2 separate regions of the Zea mays genome follow, and region 1 is linked to region 2. The links are chromatin contacts, called in public Hi-C maps. All regions are on one chromosome and are shown on one strand. The core of a region is the stretch at or near the end of the contact, and the rest is flanking DNA. Distances in the headings are between cores, read along the strand shown. Region 1 has its middle 6.7 kb from the start of LOC100284268. Region 2 has its middle 52 kb from the start of LOC103644495.

What was found. Hi-C and Micro-C count contacts between places; a contact is called where the count stands out from the background.
Region 1: a contact with region 2 is called in a Hi-C map of ear, with 2.0 times the contacts expected there. The contact joins two enhancer-like sites. A contact is called at or near these places in 2 of 25 Hi-C or Micro-C datasets (ear and tassel).

What each region holds. Positions count from the first base shown.
Region 1 is chr1:22,643,041-22,646,912 of Zm-B73-REFERENCE-NAM-5.0, forward strand. No RefSeq gene overlaps it. Among protein-coding and RNA genes, the nearest start is that of LOC100284268, 6.7 kb to the right of the region's middle. Within about 2 kb of position 2,346, at least 14 of the 20 cell types and tissues checked have an H3K27ac peak or open chromatin away from gene starts, as enhancers often do. A contact at or near this core is called in ear and tassel, where this site is marked.
Region 2 is chr1:22,501,895-22,505,737 of Zm-B73-REFERENCE-NAM-5.0, forward strand. No RefSeq gene overlaps it. Among protein-coding and RNA genes, the nearest start is that of LOC103644495, 52 kb to the left of the region's middle. Within about 2 kb of position 1,412, at least 19 of the 20 cell types and tissues checked have an H3K27ac peak or open chromatin away from gene starts, as enhancers often do. A contact at or near this core is called in ear and tassel, where this site is marked.

The DNA of each region.
Region 1 (3,872 bases), core at 1,096-3,595, 140 kb after region 2:
TGCGATTTGTTTTGCACCCCCTCTCGCGGACTCAATTATATTTCTAACGCTAACCCGGCTTGTAGTTGTGATTAATTTTGTAAATTTCAGTTTCACACTATTCACCCCCCTCTAGGCGACTTTCACCCCCGCACAAGGGTCCCAGACCTCTCTGTTTGACATTCAGACCCCAGCAAGTGGGACCCAAGCCTTAAGGCCAGCGTGCGCCCTTGGTTCCCACTCTTCGCTCGAGGAGGGGTTCGATGCCGCCACGTGGTGCTTAGGGGCGTGGCGGAAGCCTTCGGCTAGAAGCAAGCTCGTCGCCCGCATTTAGTGCGAGCGGATGAGGCGTGCCCTGTTGCGCATAGGACATGGACAAGCTTTTGTCATGCCGTGCAGGCGCGAATGACCGCTCCGCGTGTTACCATGCAGACAATTACGTGTTAGCGCCGCACACCGACCTTGTATAGTGTGTCGCGTCATACCGAGGCAGGCGGTTGTGTCTCTGCGCCGCGTGCATGGACGACATCATCATGAGCGGTTGTTTGCTCGAGCAGTGCGCGACGTCCATCACATTAAATCCCACGCACGTCAGCGTACCCGCCCCCTACATTCGTCAGCATACCATGTACACTCTGCGACAGGCATAGGTCGGCAAATGGGATGGAGGACACGTCTAGTCAGATGATCTGCATGGTGGCCGAGGAGAAGATCTATGTCCGCTGTTACACTTACTGCTCCATGTAGTATATATTTAATACTAGTTCGTTGGGGTCCGCCTATCGGGGCTTCTCAGCACTCATGTATGTGTCACCTTTGGACTATAAAATGGAGGGTACATGCGTTAAAGGGGACAACGCACTCACTCGGACTCATCTACACCCACGCTCGAGCTCTCAGCAATACAACTCACAAGTGGACGTAGAGTATTACGCTCCGATGCCCTGAACCATTCTAAACTCTTACATGTTCTTGTGTTCTTGCATCTTCACATGCTAACTCTAGGTAGCCCCTCATTCTTAGGATTAGGCGGGTGCATTCTATGATTCTATCAGCCGGTTGGATTTTACCTCTGACAATCATTATTGCGTGATGGGTCATTATTGATTCTTGTTATAAATATATTAGATATACAATTCATTTTTGTCAATGTATTTTTCCTGACAAGTTCGGGACTTTCAAGATTTTTTTCATGGTTTTGGACGTAGGTGATTGCGCTGTCATGCTAGTCAAAACTGATGCATAGTTGGATTTGAGTGTTATTTTCCGGAATTGTGGTGCTGCTCCGAAAACTTAATGGGAGATCGGTTACCCAACTTTTAAACTGGTGCAGTCGTCTTGTAGGAGTAGCAGCGACAGGCGACTATTGTTCGGTCGCAGCTGCATAAGCAGCTGGATGCAGCTGCGGCCAAGCAGCCGAGCGCTAAGGGCTTGTTTGGAGAAAAGTGTAATGGAGGGGGTTGAGGACACCAAAACCCATTACTATTTAGTCCTCTTAATCTTCTACATTACTCTTGGTCCCAAAGAGCCCTAAGGTCATAGTCGTACATTTGTTCTTTTTAAGGCCTTGTTCGGTTAATCCCGTTACCCATGGATTGGATGAGATTGAAAAAAATTAAGAAAGGGTTTGACTTAGTTGGGATTTAAACCCATCCAATCTCACTCAATCCATGTGGATTGGGAGCTAACCGAACAAGCCCTAAAATGGAAGCGTGGTTTGTGAAATGGTTCATTGGAAATGGCTGTGTGCTCCCTTATATGAATTTCCATCAATTGGCAATGTAGAATGGATCATTTCCATGACGAAATTGCATCATTGACTTGGCAAAAACTGGAACGAAAACAGGAATGCGCGGGCAACTTATTAAGCTTATATCATGACCAACGACAAAAATTGAGTGCATATGCTCACTACTTCACGTTCAAAATCACATCGAAATAAATAAACTATGGTTGGGGTCACATCCATATCAGCATTTATTCGTTTTGCTCTTAATTCATGTAAAATGGGTGGAATTTGGTTTAAATTTCAAACAAACTAAATTTTTTTATATTTTTTAATATCATCTAATTCATATAGATATAAATAACCGAACAAGATAATGAGAGTGAGATACTGAGATAAAGAACACTGTTTTTGTTACTCTCTGGTCACTACTGTATAAAAATGCACTACATTGAGATACCGTGGGTGCCACCAGGCGAGTGGAGCCATGACACGGAGTCACGGACATCAGACGCACAATGGTCGGTCAAGGAGCAGCGAAGCTTGCCAAAGGAACAGTGAGGGCTAGGCGTACGTGTCACCATGGCACCTGCTCCTGCTGAAAAAGGAGCCACCAGAGTAAACGGGGGAACATCAAAGCGGGCTGGCAAATGAAATACGGGCCGCGACTGAGCTCAAGGCCCAAGACCAGCACTGTGCGCCTCACTAGCCCAGCATGGGTCCAATCCGTTCTAGCTTAATTGAACATCAAAATAAACATGGGAAAAGGTATGCAAATTAACATAAGTAAGTTTAATTAGTTGTGTGGACTATTGCCTCTGTCCAAAAAAGAATAAGTGCATTCTCGGATAAAGTGTATAAACTTGAACAACATATAATAATAAAAATATTAACACTTATTACACTAAATAAGTATATTAAAAAATATGTTGCACGACAAAATCTAATGATATCTATTTAGTATGACAAATATTATAAATTTTATGTCACCCTGGTTAAATGTACATATTCTAATAAAGCATTGTTATAGAATTGCATGCTTTTTCGGACAAAGGGAGTAAGTATGAACTTGTAATCTATATCTATTTCTATAACTAACATTAATGGCTTGTTTGGGAGTCATGGAATGGAGAGGACTGGAGGGGCTAGAATCCTCTTGCTATTCAATTTTGAATAGCAAGACGATTCTAGCCCCTTCAATCTCCTCTATTTTTCTTGTTCCCAAACATACCTTAAAGAGGCAAAAAAAATTCCCCCTTATTTTTTTCGTCCCAACCATTTGTTGAGCTAGTCTTATGCAATCCTAATGTTTTCTTCAGCGCAAACTTCTCCCTTCTACTTGGTTTCTCCTTTCTCACGGTCTTACATCCTTTCTAATTCCCACAACACAACACAAGACGTGATGATAAAAGGATACCTAAAAATTAAACTATATTAGAGACGTGATAATAAAAAGATGTCCTAAAAATTAAATTGTGTTAGGACTACTTCATTAAGCCAGAGTCCACTTCCCTACCACTACATCAAATCAACACATATGAGTTACAATGTTATTATTCCCCAAGATAACATTTAGCTTATGTTTGGATCGGACATTTCAACATATCATCCGTACAAAATTTACCTGGGTGCCAATCAGGTGCATCAACAATTAATGGGACTTACCTCTATCTCAAGGTAATTAATAAATGAAATTAACACTAATATGGTACGAGCAAATTCTTTGAAAGGGCATGTACTAGCGGCCGGGTCCTTGAGGCAGTGAGCTGGCACTGGTGGAGGACAAAATAAAATTAAGGTATGGCAAAAAATATACTTAGCTAATAAAAATATAAGCTGATGTAAATTTCAGCATTTCGTCTAATTTCAGATTTGGGCTTGCCCTTTTTTTTAAATCGATCCATGTTTAGCCGTGTGAACCTAGACAACCCATACATGGCGTTTGGAAGTGTGCCATGTGCCCATGTAGCTTGTCGTGTTGTGCGTCTATGCCAGCTGGTCATTCGCTGCCAATGGTCGTCAGCCCAATAGATGCTCGGACACAACCAAAAAGGCCCATAAGTTCGTAACGCTTCACGTGCTAGCCCAGGTCCAACACTCCAATGTACTCCCTCCGTTTCTTTTTATTTGTCGCTGGATAGTGTAACTATCCAGCGACAAATAAAAA
Region 2 (3,843 bases), core at 162-2,661:
AATAAAGTAATAGATGCATAAACTTGAAAGAAAGAAAATGTAGTGGCAAATCAAATAGTGTCACATGCTCTTGGCTTGACATCATATATGAGATATCCCTAATTAGTATAAATGTTCTCCCACTTTTGTTTCCATAGAATAGATAATGTAGGACATGATATAAGAGAGTGCACAAACTATGATTCCAACTAACCTCTACACATACATTTCACAAATAAATCAACATACCCACCATACATTTCACAAACACATCACTAAATCGTCCATACAACCATATCTAGGGTTGCACATATAAACAACTAAGTGAGATTAGGCCGCCCTACGAGCGTATTTGGGGGTTAGGATGGGGGGAGAGAGAGTAGTATGTGAGCACAAAAATAAAATAAATAGAGGAAGAAGAAGGGTTCTTTGGCTAAGTCTAGTAGGTCCCATAAAACGTCCCCCCACACGAAAATAAATAAGGGACGCGATACATTGTAATTTGTAGTTGTAGATACATCCAGCAGATTGTGGACGCGGATGCGAAAAAAGTGTAATGCGGGCGTGTGTTCCCTAAATCTGGACACCCACTTTCTTCTTCCTCATTTTCACGATCTACCAAAAATGGAAAAAATTGGGGGATATGGGCTGAAGGATGCGACTTCTTCGCATCCGTGGTCCCATGCTGTTGGACAAAGTACTAGGGACTAGTTTGGAAGTCCAAAAAGCAGAGATGATTAGAGCTGATAAAATCCCCTTCTTATTCAATTTTGAATAAGGAGTGAATTTTAGTCCCTCTAATCCTCTCCGGTTTTATGACTCCTAAACTAATCTTGGTGTTGAGTCAACCCGTGCCGAATTACGAGGCTCGTTGCTAACTGGAGTGATGCCGAGCTCCGTGGAGCACATCACCAACGCGAGCAACATCGAGGTTATGTAATATGACATTACGTTGAGTCTCATGTCTCGGTGTCATTTTCTATGACGTTGCATTTTTGGATTGTTTTTTCCATGAGGTCTATTTATAAAATAAGATTTTAAAAATAACCAAAATACAAAAAAAATCACCCGTCGTCTCCGCCGTATTGCATATTTGGCAGCTACTCCGTGAATTCAAGATGTCGTTTGGTTCACATATTTGTAATGTAATAGGTAACAAATAACGTTAAATAATATTTGTTTAAGTCTAACCGTAATCGGATATTATACTAGAAATTGATACTAGCCTATTCAAATTTGTTATCGCTAGTAATAATCAAATACAAATCATTACCATTATCATTTACGCTACATTTTAGGAACCAAACGGCACAAGTGCTTGCTACGGCAAATGCAGGTATGATACGACTAATCAGCGCGGGACCACGTGTGGCCATCGATTATTATGTTGGCCCGGTACCGAGGCCACAACCTGGCACATGCGCGCAGCGCAGCCCGGCTTGTGACTTGTGTGGGCTTTCCGTGGCAGGAGGTGGCTTTTGCGTTTGTCTCCGGCCTGGCGGCCTCTGGCTTTTGCGTTTTGGGCAGCCGGAGCCGGGGACCTTGACCTAGACGCTGGTGTGTATGCTGCCTTGTCTGTCTGCACAGGCCGTTTTCTTCGCCCGGCGTGGACGGTGGACCATGGTCGCTGTGGTGGTGCTAGTGCGCGCGTTCCCGACCCTGACTGACAGCACACACGCCGTAATATTGCCAGTAGCTGCAGCAACATCAAACGACATGTTCGGTCACGTGCAATGGATCCGTCGAGTCAAACGCAGCAGCCAATCATCAAGGCATTAACGCTGTACTGTGACATCTAACGACTAACCAAACCTTCGCCAGGTTCGATCGATAGGGACATCCTTGTTGGCTGCGTCAGTACCCATCCCGTGCAGGTTCTGATTAGATTGTTATTGTTACTGCTACCTCCGTCCGTCCTCCAAAAGCTATAGTTCTAGTCCTTTAGATGGCTAGTGTGGGTGTGTCTGCTTCGGATTCAGGCGTGAGCGCCCGAGGCGTCGAGTGGGGAGGTCGCCAACGTATGGTCTCCAGTCTCCACACGGCGCGTGATTTCTGACACAGTCGGACGCTGCGCCCGTGTGGTGTGGTGTGCGCATTCGAACTGGACGATCATCGTCAGGTCAGTGCTCGCGGGCCAACTAAAACTCCCTCACTCCTCCTGACTCGTTCTCTCGATCCAAATAGAAAAAAGGACGAACCAAAAGATCATTCTGACAGAGCTACACGAGTACTACAGCAAAGATTAAAGGAGCAAGGTTTGGATCGGATTGGATTGCAAGATATGGAGCTCCAAAGAGAGGCACTCGAAACTGAAACTGAACATTCAGTTTAGTCAGTGCTTCAGTAAACTTTTGCAAACGTTGAACTTCGTTTTGAAAACCAAAAGAAACTCAAACAAGGTTGGACTTTGTCTTGCATGCAAATTTTACATAGAGCTTCAACTCTTAGCAAAGGATTTGATGGAGTTATCATGTGAAAAAGGGAGGAAAAAATAGTGCAAACATGTGATCCCGGATCAATCAACTTAGGTCAGTTTAGTCAGTGCTTCAGTAAACTTCTGCAAACGTTGAACTTCGCTTTGAAAACTAAAAGAAACTCAAACAAGGTTGGACTTGACTTGCTTGCATGTAAAGTTCACATATATTAATCCGAATCTTAGTAAAGGATTTGATGGAGTTGTCATGTGAAAAAGGGAGAAAAAGTTAGTGCTAACATGTGATCTCGGATCTGTCGACGACTAGTTTGGGAACCCCATTTTCCCACGGGATTTTCATTTTCCAAGTCAAATTAGTTTATTTTCCCTTGTGAAAATAAGAACCACTTGAAAAAATGGAGTTCCCAAAGTAGTCCTTAAAAAATTGGGATTAGAAAAACAGCAGTCAATTGAAAGTTAAGGCTACTGTCTGGTCTTGGATTGGGTCCTTGCGGCTCGTTTTTAGCATACAAAATAAACTACAACTTTTGCTTAAGGTCAAAGACCATTACTATAACATAGACTGCAGTTCCGGTTTGGTCAACACAGCACCATGGAAAAAAATGTTTGTAGCCAAAACAACACTTAAAAGCATATTTTACTTATCTTACCAACATAAGCCCTGTTTCATTCTTTATCCTATATTATTATAGGTTGCCTAGGTGATAAAAACACCAAGCTCTTGGGTTAACACCAGGATCATACAAGGTGGACATGAGAAGTAAAACCTTTCAAAGAGATAACAGGGGCATTAACATGTGAGGATGTTTATGTAATGAATGAAAATGCTTATGCTCATGTAATGCATACTTCCAGACCTTGCAAGGCCTTCGAGAGCATGTCGAGTGTTTGCCGGGGAACCATTTGATATGAACGAGGTCCCTAGCGAGTTGATCAATCATCACTTGGTGGGCATCTAACTTGATGCTCGACCGGTGAGCCAGAAGCTACGAAGGTAAATCGCAAAATACTAGAATTTGTCTATGCTGAAATCGAGAAGCTCCTTCCCGCCGACTTCATCCACGAGGTACAACACCCTAAGGCCTTGTTCGTTTACATCGGATTGCACCCGGAATCGTTCCGGTTAATTAAAGTTTATATAAATTAGAGAAGCAATCCGGCTCGGAATTGTTCCGACCCACCAATCCGACGTAAACGAACAAGCCCTAAGTGGTTGGCCAATCCCGTCTCGCCCTAAAGGCTGGATGCAAGGTATGGATTTGCATCGACTACACCGACCTTAACAAGGCATGTCCCAAAGGTCCATACCCCTCTACGCATAGATCAAATAGTAGACTCCACTTCGTTGCGAACTTTTGACTTTCCTAGATGTATTTGGGTTTCCATCAAATTAGAATGGCTAGGGAAGGTAATGAGAACACTTTTTTGTG